Regions from separate parts of the Danio rerio genome. Here region 2 is linked to region 1. The links are chromatin contacts, called in public HiChIP or PLAC-seq maps. All regions are on one chromosome and are shown on one strand. Each heading gives the region's core, a stretch centred on a gene start, on an enhancer-like site or on the middle of the called end of the contact. The rest is flanking DNA. Distances are from core to core; before and after follow the strand shown.

Evidence for each region. HiChIP or PLAC-seq counts read pairs in DNA pulled down with a chosen protein or histone mark.
Region 2: a contact with region 1 is called in an H3K4me3 HiChIP or PLAC-seq map of gastrula embryo, with 2.4 times the contacts expected there. The contact joins the promoter of rprd2a here to the promoter of celf3a in region 1. A contact is called at or near these places in 2 of 18 Hi-C or Micro-C datasets (caudal fin and an unstated tissue) and 2 of 4 datasets of contacts at active chromatin or transcription factors (embryo and gastrula embryo).

What each region holds. Positions count from the first base shown.
Region 1 is chr19:9,936,603-9,942,480 of GRCz12tu, reverse strand. It overlaps celf3a (cugbp, Elav-like family member 3a), which reads left to right and starts at 1,681. Exons shown (of 14, transcript NM_131494.2): 1 at 1,681-1,757; 2 at 4,788-5,064; 3 at 5,396-5,478. The coding sequence starts at 4,920.
Region 2 is chr19:9,982,564-9,988,617 of GRCz12tu, reverse strand. It overlaps rprd2a (regulation of nuclear pre-mRNA domain containing 2a), which reads left to right and starts at 1,838. Exons shown (of 10, transcript NM_199922.1): 1 at 1,838-2,048. The coding sequence starts at 1,856. LOC141379010 (a long non-coding RNA gene) reads left to right here and starts at 4,495. Exons shown (of 2, transcript XR_012394902.1): 1 at 4,495-6,054.

The DNA of each region.
Region 1 (5,878 bases), core at 432-2,931:
GTAAAAAAACAGCTTGGGCCTTAATCTGGCTAATGTTCCTTATAGTATGCAATAACAGTGATGTACTTATTACTTTTGTAATCAAGAATAAAATAGGTTGTTTCCATTTTTTTAACATGCAACAATATTTTAGTAATATGATTACAATTATGAGCTTTATTCATATGTAAAAATAAAGATGTACTATTTTCATTTATTCATATTTCTTCTGGCTTATGGTTCTTCAGAAATAAAAATGTTTCATTCATTTTCCTTTGGCTTAGTTTCTATTTCTGATGTCGCCACTGTGGAATGAACTGCCAACATTTTCGACATATGTTGTATGCAGTAGATGCCCCTAATTCCAGTCGCAACCCAGTACTGGGAAACACCCATGCACACTCAGTCACAGATACACTGGCTAATTTAGTTTATTCAATTCACCTATAGCCCATGTCTTTTGACTGTGAAGGAAACCGGAGCACCCAGAGCAAACCCACGCAAACATGGGGAGAACATGCAAACTCTACACAGAAATGCCAACCGGTCCAGCCAGGACTTAAACCAGCTCCCTTGTTGCTGTGAGGCAACAGTGCTAACCACTGAGCCATGGTGTCACCAACAGTAATACAATTGCGAGCTTTATTTTATAAATAAAAAAGATATACTAATTTTATGATTTATATTTCTTCTGGCCTATGGTTTTTCAGGAAAAAAATGTTTTGTTGATATTAATATAATTGATTAATAATTAATGAATTGTTTGTGGTAGAGTGTTTGATATCAATTTATTTATTTTATGCAAATGGACAAATTACTTTTTTTTTGTTGTAATTTTTTTTTTTATTATTTATGACTATTTTTTCTCCAATAAAACATGCCATCGAATATCACTATCTAAGGTTATAATACTTAAATGGGGTATATGCACACAGACTTTTAATTTCAGTTAGCCAGCCCCTGTACTTCCGGTTAATCGTCATCCCATATAAAATCAGATTTCTATAAAGAAAAAACCTTTATCTTCACTGCCTGGCTGAGATACGGTATAAAGTGGTTATCAAACCAAACAAGAAGACCTGCAATAAATAAAAATTTTCCACGCTATGTCTTTCAAATATGGAAATTAATTTTACCCCAGTTCTTTCAATGGAATTTCTGCGATAGCCTGCTGCAAACGACGGTGCCTGCATTTAAATGGTCTTTCCTCTCTTTTTACGAGTAAAAAACCAAGTGGATGCTTGCGTCTATTTAACTGATTGTATTTGAACTACATTACAACATCAAAGGAACCGTATGAAATTGAAAATAGTCACACAAAGCTCTAACCGGAAGTTCATCGTAGGCTGAAAAACACTAGCTGTGCATCCCATTATCCAGCAGTATATAGTAAAACAATGTATAATAAGCTTAATTAGTTTTGCCTTAATGCGATATTAAAATAAATGCATTATGAAGCGTAAGTCTCAAGATATAAAGACTTCATGAAGAGCAATAAAGATGGCATAGTATGACTGTGAAATGAAAAGGACAGCTGTTCCTGTTTGACAGCCTCCCCCTCCAAAAGAAGTAGCGACTTTAGTGAGAGGAAAATATCGACGCTCCCTTAATCCGAGTAAGCATCACGGTTTCCACACCCCGAGGGAGGACAGGAGATGGACAGGAGGGGGACACCGGCTTTCGACGTCAAAAGCTACGGGTTATACGGAGTGTCAACACCGTGAATACAGCCGACAGAATTACACAGCATCTTCTTTCCTTTGCCTCTGCATCAAAACGTGAGTGAAATGCATTTGACTCGCATCTGTGCTCGTATTGATCCATGCATGCATTCTAGTCAACAGGAGATATTTGAGAGGGCACGGGGAGACAAAAAAACCCAAGGCGATTCAAGGGTGACAGATGCACGGATTTAGTTGAACGCACAGCGGTTCGCGTCCAAACCGTTCGCTCTCCATCGGCTCCATTTACTTGTGCACGTAGAATAAAAAGCACACCATATTCTACAACCAGGCTGAAAGACAGCAAATAAACAAACATCCCCATGGGATTAACTAAAGAGAGAGATAGACTGAGAGATGGAGAGAGAGAGGGAAGGAAACGAGAGCAAATGTCGCCCTTGCACACATAGCTCGGAGGATCTGATTAAACTTCTTTTCGATTTAAAGGCGTGAAGTTGCATGTGCACTCGCATGTTTTTGTTCTCTCGCATGTATGTGCGTATGTGCAGTTAGTGTCGTGACAAAGAGCCACATACGCCTGAGCCTCCAGTGTGGATTAAACAAAGAAGCAATGGGGGATATACGTCAATATTTATATGCATTGCATTTCATTGCGTTCACTTATAATGTGTTCTGTTGCCAGAGCTCGCAACACAAGTTTCTTTGTTCTAATATTGCAATTGAATAACCTCCTACATAGTGTTTTTGTCCTATGTTATATCTTAAAATAGAAATATTTATAGAATTTAAAACGTGTCATTAATAGGCTATTTATAGATCTATACAATTATATAGACATGCTATTTGACGATATACGCTACAGATCTGCTGTGAAGTTTGACATTTCAAAGCACCACTGTAATCATTATTGTTCTTCCTCATATCATGCCATTAATTCAGCTTTACCCAATCAGAGCTTCCATTCACGATGTGTTTTTAGCTTATTAATTTAGTTTAAGGTGTTTATTAAATTGTATTCGTGTAAAGAAACGTAAGGTCTCCCATTGTGTGAGAATGTTTGCCATTCAGACACAGGAGATTGTAATTCTGGCGAACCGAACGGCGATTGGTGGTCCTCCTTGCATAAATTTGCATATTAAATTGTGATCTGGTCTTGCGTTCTTGAAGTATAGCAACGCCGAACGTTGTGTTTTGATTTAGAAAAGGGTGTTGAGGATGTTAAAGGGAAGAAAATGTTAGATTAATGAATGAATACAGTGCATATTTGATGTTCTAACAAGCAGAAAGAGCAACAGTAGCCTATAGCTGTATAACTTGATCGTTATCATGTGTAAATTGACAAAACAAACAATGCCCTGTTCACTTTTTTAGCTACATTTCACATACAAACAAAAATGTTTGTTTATATGGTCTACAAAGAATTGTGTTTCGGTGATAGCATGACAAAGCTGTATTGACATCACTGTGTTAAACAATTAATTTAGGAACTCTTTTCATGCTTTAATTTGTATATTAAATTGTGATTAGCCTTTCATTCTTAAGAGGATAGTTCACCCAAAAATATTTTTCTTTGGTTCCTAAGGCTATATTAAGTAGCTGTTGCTTTAAAGTGGAGCAGAAAATCCATTTTATTTTAATATTCTGTGGAAAAAGAAGCCCAAAAAGTTCATATTGGATTGTTTTAATAAACAAAAATGGCTTGTTTGAGAACTAAAACCTCACTTTATGTCATATGATCTACGAAGAATCGAATTATGTGTGTGACATTTGAGTGATAGCATGAGCTGTATTGACGTCTTTATTATCCTCAACAATGTTAAACAATTATTTCAGCTATTCTTTTCTCACTTTAATTGGTCACACTTTACAATAAGGTTCATTAGTTAATGTTAATTAATGCATTTCCTAACATGAGCAAACAATGAACAATGGATTAACCACTGTATTTGTTCATATTAGTTAACGTTAGTTAATGAAAATACAGGAGTTCATTGTAAGTTCATGTTAACATGGTGCATTAACTAATGTTAACAAGATGGACTTGGATGTTAATTATGCATTAGTAAATGGTCAATTATGATTTATAAATGCTCTACATGTGTTGTTCATGATTAGTTCATGTTAGTAAATGCGTTAACTAATGAACCTTATTGTAAAGTGTTACCCTTTAATTTGCATATTGAATTGTCATTGGCCTTTGGTTCTTAAAGGGATAGTTCACCCAAAATATTTTCACCATTTTCATTCGTCTTGGTTCTTAAGGCTATATTAAGTAACTGTTGCTTTAAAGTGGATCAGAAAATCTATTTTATTTTAATATTCAGTTGAAAAAGAAGCCCATAAAGTTCATTTTAGATCATTTTAATTAACAAAAAAAGGCTTGTTTGAGAAATAAAACGTCACTTAATGTCTTATGATCTATGAAGAATTGTACTATGTGTTGGACGTTTCAGTGATAGCATGACATTTATTATCCTCCACTATGTAATACAATTAATTCAGCAACACTTTCATGATTAATTTGCATAGTAAATTGTGACTGGCCTTTCGTTCTTAAAGGGATAGTTCACCAAAAATATTTTGACCATTTTTTCATCTTTTTTCGTCTTTCATTCTTAAGTAGCTATTGCAGACATTTACATTTAGTCATTTAGCATATGTAAATGTGAAATGTAAATGTAAGTACCTATTGTTTTTAAGTGGAGCAGAAAATTCATTTTATTTTAATTCCCTGTTTACAATCTAGATTTCAAGATGGTGGTTCTGGAGTGTTAATTTTAGATCATTTTAATTAACAAAAATGTCTTAATTGATAACTAAAACATCCCTTTATGTCAACTAATTGATTACATTAGGGGAACTGAAATACTTGTATTTATTTTTATCACAAAATAAAAAGCTTTTTTTGCAAAGCATTCCAGTTCAAGTGTGGCTAGCCGTGCTGTGAACCGAATTACCAAATTCCTTTAATAAAACACCCTCATGAAAGTCTTTAACACATATCTTTGGCTGCTTTACAAGCACCTCAGGTCCTTTTACAAACACAAATCTTGTTAATGGAAGTTATTATGAAGTGTCAGCGAGTATAGCTTTTTTTTAAAAAGCGCTATCTGTTCTTCTACTCAGAGCTGTCACGGTTCAGACCTTTCCATCGGGACCCGTGTTTAACATCGCAACTCTTCCCCCACCGCTGAGCCGCTCTCCAGTGCTGAAACCCCGGGCGCAGCTGTCGCTCCGTCCCCTTAGGAAACTGTCCTAATGAAGGAGGCCGACGCCATCAAGCTCTTTATTGGCCAGATCCCACGGAATCTGGAGGAGAAGGACCTGAAGCCCATCTTTGAGCAGTTCGGGAAGATCTACGAGCTTACGGTGATCAAGGACAAGTACACGGGAATGCACAAAGGTAATTAAACGAGATTGACGCGGCTCTATTGAGCGGACAGTCTCAAGGGGAGATGGGAGACTAATGGTGCTAGATGAGTTTCCTTTTCATATCTTAAGAGAAACGTCTCTTGTGAGGTCTTGCTCTTAGAGCGTCGCGTAGACTCTTTAACCTTTAGTTTTGCCACAGCATCTTTGGTTTTAAGAGAAAATCGAATGTATTCTTGGAGAATTTGTTCAACATTTCTTAGTCACACTTGTGATGTCCGCAAAACACTGCTTGATATTCATGGTCTGTCTGGGTCTGCTTCATTTTTTATACATCCCACGTTGTATTCTTGTTCCCTCTTCAGGATGTGCCTTCTTGACATACTGTGCGAGGGAGTCAGCCTTGAAGGCCCAGAATGCACTGCACGAGCAGAAGACATTGCCAGGGGTGAGTTGTCGCTGTTAATAAAACCAACGCAGAGACGGGCTGGGTGAAAAATAGATTTAGTAAGCCAGACAAACATTTCCAGTTTGCCTATATATAGTAGACCTCGCATATAGGATGCATCTTTTAAATCTAACCGGACAGACGAGCACGAGTTTGTTTCTAAAAATGGAAACAACACATTATATGGTTCAGGAAACAGGATCTGTGGAAATGTGTGTTGACTGAACAGACTTTAATTAGGTATGTAGGAGGGCACAATCCTTGAAGGCATCCGCGATCTTGTCGCTCTCTGAAGTCGTTGATTAGCTGTTAGGCCATCTGCCGCGCCAGCGCCTTGACGGGCAACCTGTAAATCCAAAACCTCTCGTCTTTTCATCACTTTTATGTTTCCATCCCTAAA
Region 2 (6,054 bases), core at 589-3,088, 46 kb before region 1:
TCTATTTCTCTTTCTTTTTTAGGCTTCAACATTGATGTAATAAACAAAAAAATAATAAATATATAAATGGTAAATATATAAATAAATATGTAGTAGTTAATAGGGTTTTTGCAACTTAAAATAATAATTGTTTTCTTATTCAATGTATTTTAAGATAATATTTCATTGTGTAAACTTTAGGAGGCATTCCTCCACTTTTCAGTATCACACAATTCTTTGTATATATACATCATACACGCCTTCACTATTACATCATTACTAAATTAAGTCCTTGTTGAAATAAAGCATTACCTGTACTTCTAACCTCATTTGCAATTCAAAGCTATTTTAGGTATATATAGGTAGCTGTTAAAACATATGCCTTCAGTTTTAAACATGCATTTATTTGTGTAGTTGAATTTCATCATATTTTTATCCATTAACTTAAATATATTCATGAAATATGTAAAATGTTTGCTTTATTAGCTATTAATATGAGAGTTGGTTAGCAAGTGTGCTTGCTGGTTTCCCCTGTCCGTGACTGACCCCTATTGGTTGCCTGCAGGTTTCATGTTTTAAACAATATAAATATACACTCACCGGCCACTTTGTTAGGTACACCTTACTAGTAGCCGCTTTTGCCTTCAGAACTGCCTTAATCTTATAGGGCATAGATTCAACAAGGTACTGGAAATATTCCTCAGAGATTTTGGTCCATATTGATATGATAGCATCACGAAGTTGCTGCAGATTTGTCAGCTGCACATCCATGATGTGAATCTCCTGTTCTACCACATCCCAAAGGTGCTCTATTGAAATAAGAAACCTTGGATGATATGCGCTTTACTCAGGTAGGCTGTGGCGTTGACACAATGCTCAATTGATACTAATAGGCCCAAAGTGTGCCAAGAAAATATCCCCCTCATCATTACAACACCACCACCAGCCTGAACCAATTATAAAAGGCGGGATGGATCAATTCTTACATGATGTTGATGCAAAATTCTGACCCTGCCATCTGAGTGTTGCAGCAGAAATTGAGACTCATCAGACCAGGCAACATTTTTCCAATCTTCTATTGTCCAATTTTGGTGAGCCTGTGTGAATTGTAGCCTCAGTTTCCTGTTCTTACAGGAGTGGCACCCGGTGTGGTCTTCTGCTGCTGTAGCCCATCCGCCTCAAGGTTGGATGTGTTGTGCGTTCAGAGATGCTCTTCTGCATATCTCGGTTGTAACGAGTGGTTATTTGAGTTACTGTTGCATTTCTCTCAGCTGGAACCAGTCTGACCATTCTCCTCTGACCTCAACAAGGCATTTGCTCCCACAGAACTGAGATGTTTTCTCTTTTTCAGACCATTCTCTGTAAACCCTAGAGATAGTCAAGCGTAAAAATCCCAGTAGATCAGCAGTTTCTGAAATACTCAGACCAGTCCAATTGGCACCAACAACCATGACACGTTCAAAATCACTTAAATCCCCTTTCTTCACCATTACTGATGATCGGTTTAAACTGCAGCAGATGGTCTTGACCATGTTGTCCACATGCCTAAAATGCATTGGGTTGCTGCCATGTGATTGGCTGATTAGAAATGTGCGTTAGTAAAACCTGATAAAGTGGCCAGTGAGTGTTTATTTTTTTCATATTTACTCAAATTAGACAAAAATTATGTTTAATATTAAGTTTTAACATTTTTATTGTTTTTGTGATTTCAGACCACAGACAGTAAACAAGCATATATGTAGGGAAAATACACTGGTATTCATGTGCGTAGTGTTGTTAATGTAAAACGGTCTAATGGAGCCTGGAAATTCAGTCATGTTGCAGTTTCCTCACATGAACCTGTAAGCGGCAGCACCGCGTCCACAAGACCTGGAAAATGGCGGCTGGCAGTGCAGGCGTTAGCGGCCACAACAGTGGCTCATCGCCGCGTTTGGAGTCCACTTTGGACCGTCGTTTTCAAACTGTATCCAACACCATGGAATCCATTCAGGGACTATCAACCTGGTGCATCGAGAACAAGAAATTTCACAGCGTGATCGTGAAATACTGGATCAAGTGGCTGCGCAAATGTGAGTATTTAGCATGTTAGCCGGCTAATTTGAGCGCAGCATGGATAAAAAAGTCTTGTTTACCTGTTCAAATCTGCGTCAACTGGGCTTCAGAATAGGACTTGTGTGGTATTTGTGCAAAAAAGTACCCCATGAGTTACTGTGAAAGTCTAGTTTGTGTTCTTTAGTGCTCTAGGCAACTGTTGTTGATTGTTAGCAAACTGCTAATCTGTCCCCATCAGGTCAGGACATATAGGTCGTGTTTAAAAACCTGGAAAACTTGCTTTTTAGTTACATTAGCGTTCAGGGGTAGTAGGTCTTTTAGAAATTGTCAATATGACTTGGCTTTGGCATTTTGGGGAAGAGTATCAGGAGTTCAGTTTTTTTTAGGAGGGGGGGGGGGGGTATTTCTTGGCAAACTGGTGTTCAGGGTAAGCAGGAGGTTTTGGTAAAGTAACTTTTGGGTTTTCTAAGTTTTGATGTATTTTAGAATTTGTAGGCATATTTTGGGTGTTTGATTGGGGTCAGCAGTTTTTTAGGGGGAAATTGGATTTTGTGTCAAATGTGCGGAGTTAGGACAGGTGTATTTTTAGGGAGCTTGGTTGCTATTTGACTGCAACCTTTTTGAGTTGTAAAGTGTTTTGGACAAATTGGCATAAACCACTTTATTATTATTATTATTATTATTATTATTATTATTATTATTTATTTTTTTTTACTAAATGTGAGAATTTCTGGTTCAGCTCGGTTGTATTTTAGGAGTCCTGAGCACATGTGATTTAAGTGCATAATTTTTGGGGTGCATTTTTGAGCAAATTGGGATGTTTAGGATTAATCACATTTTTGACCTAAACATTGGAATGTCTTAGTAAGGACAATGTATCTGGTGTCAATAATGGGGAGTTCTGGATCGGGTGAATGTTAGATTGGTGTAAAGTTGGTTTTATATTCACACTTTCAGACATTCTTTCTAATAATATAATTTCAGAAAAGTATTCTTTGAATGTTCTAAATATTGAAATTGTATTAGCAGCTGATGACTATTGAGGTACACCATTATTTACAGCCAATTAAATAGTGTCATACTTACCTGCGATTTCAGACCGAATATTTAAAGTTATATAATAAACAGTATAGTAAGCGTATCACAAGTTGTCACTGTCCTAAAATGAATAAATGTGTTAATATAGAACCAACTTTACCTCACTAGCTATGTTTCCATCCAAGTACGAGAAATAACTTTATGCGCAAAACTGGATTATCGCATGAAAGACGTGCGAATAAAGCACTGTTTCCATCCAATGAGTCAAAGAGAACAAAATCATCACTTCCTGATTAACTGGCACCAAAAATAAAAAGTAAAAATGTCATTTATTGAGGAAGGAGAAGCTGCATGAATCTTTTTCTTATTTAATAAATTATTTGCGCCTCAGAAGACAAATGCTGTGACATGCAGTGAACGTTTGGTGGAGTTTAAAGGCGCGAGACGCGAAGCACAGACGCTCTTGACAGTTCTAGAGGTTATCAATAAAATAATAACACTAATGGTTAAGGCATTTAGAGGCTGATCACACAGAACGCGTTTTTACGTTCAAAATGTAAGGTGCACCATGCTGCCTTTTTTGTTGACGAGAAAAAAAGAAGTCCGGTGTGCTTTTTATGTTGCTAGGCAACGACTGAGTCAGTTGGGTATTGTGTTTAAGTGTTGCTGTTGATATTGGTATAATTTTAATAATTCATAATATTGTGAAATTCAAGTTTTGTGAGTCGTACAGCACTGGATAACTCAAAACAGCAACCACAAGTCTCTCCTTTATCTTCAAAAGTCTCTGTATTTGCCTTGACAACCCAAACACTGCTGTCACCTCAACAGAAACCCCCGCCTCTGCTTTGATTTGATTGGAGAATGAAACAGATGCGACTAATGTAACACGCTTTTTCCACTTAAAGTTGAGCGCACACGCACATCGTGCAATGGCAAAAATGCGAGTCGCAGCAGGTGGTTAAAACGCAAGGCGTGCAAAATGCTCGTGGTCGTTTTTTTATTGCGCATACTGGAATCAATTTGGTAAAAGTGTTTCCATTGTAGTATATGCGCATCTTTTTCTATTGGATACAAAGTTTATCCTACTAAGTTATGCGCATACATTTTTTCTGCCTTTTTTCGTAGTTGTGCATTTATACTTCTGCGCGGTGTTTCTTTAGTGTTATTATATAATCACTGAGCTCCAGAACTGTCAAGAGCGGCACTGTGTGTGTGGGTTCACTCACTGCATATCAGAATTGCTTTCTAAGATGTAAGCCATTTATTAAATGAAGAAAAGATTCACGCAGCTTCTCCTACCACAGCAAATTCCGTCTTTACTGTTGATATTTGTCACCAGAAAATTCAGGAAGTGACGATTCTCTTTGATTTGACTCGTTGGATGTAAACGCTGCTTTATTCACACGTTTTATGCGCTAATCCTTTTTTTTTTTTTTTAACAAAGTTAATTCTGATTTTTTGGATGGAAACATCAGCAAAGTCAGCAAAGTTTTTGGTGTTAATAGCACTTTTTGGCAAATAAGAACATTTCTGGACTTAACATGGGCAGTTCTTAGTTAGTTGTGTTTTTGCGTTGGACACGATTCCAGTTGGCAATGTTTGTTGAGGGGGAGCAGCATTTTGTGGGGAAATACAAGGACTCTGAGTCCTGCGTCAGGTGTATTTTAGGTTAGGTGTCTTGGGCACATTTCAAGTCAGCATTGTTTTTACAGATTACAAGATGTTTGGTGTTGGTTGGTTGCATTTTTTTGCAGAATGGTGTGTTCTATGTCACCCATGTTTTGGGTGTAAGATTTGTTTCCAATTAGATGTGTTTTTAGGAAATGGAATGATTCTTGGGGTTTACAGTCTTATGGTTAATTGGGTATTTTGGGGTCAGCAGCATTTTTAGGCAGGATTGAGGTGTTATAGAGGTGTTTGGGGTAAGAAGAAGTGTTTGGTGTTGGCAACAATTTGAAACCGAATGTGGTTTTCCACTCAGCTACTCCTAGAATGTGATAGACCCTTTCAAAACACAGATATAGAGGGGTGTTTGGGGTTTGGTTGAATTTAGTTTTTTATTTATTTAACCAATGTGTTCACTGCTCATTGAAACATAAAATAATTAATTAAAAAAAAAAATTTCTTCAAGTGTTTTTAAGGCTGGGCTGTTTATCTGATAATTGGAAATTAGTCATTGCTGAGTTTTTTGTTGTTGTTGTTGATTTTAGCTTTATAACGATGCTGTCTGAAATGCTTTTCGTTTTATCCTGAGCATTTTTAGGATGACCTGTTGCTTGATATTTTGTATTGGTAGAGGCTTTCAGATGAGAACATTTTCTCAATAAAATCAATGATGGTAATGAGTTTTTGTTCATTAAATCCTTTTGAATGCAATAATGTAGGACAGTTGTGTGCATGGGGCAGAGTTTTTTGTTATTTTAGTGTTGTTTTAATTGTCATATGAGGATCATTTTCATTTCAGTGACTTCACATTTAAAAATATCACATTTGGGTCAATGAGTGTTTTGATTGTCTGATTTGGAGATGCATAAGAATGCCATACTTGAGAGAAGCACTAATTAAAAGTCTTTGTTTTGGCCAGTGAATTATACATTTGATGTTTGATAATCAATAAATAATTAGAACATGATTCATGCCACCTCAGAGTCTCTTCTGCTGATGAAAATACCTGGATGCGACTTATGTGTTCTGTGCCACCTCTTTAGTGAAAACTAACTTTATTTGATTAGTAGTCTACTAGTGTTTTAAATGTATTTGCTTTAAAATGTTAATTTATTCAAAATCTTACTAATATACACTTTTCAGTTGGACACAAGTTGAACTACTTTAAATAAATGTATAAATAAATCCATTACAAACTAAGTAACAAAACAAATCCCTCTCCAAGTAATATAGGCAGGCTTAACTTCCTAAATATTTTACATTGAGTAGAAATAAAAGTAAGCATAGACCTGCATTATATAGTGTTTTTTTTGCTGT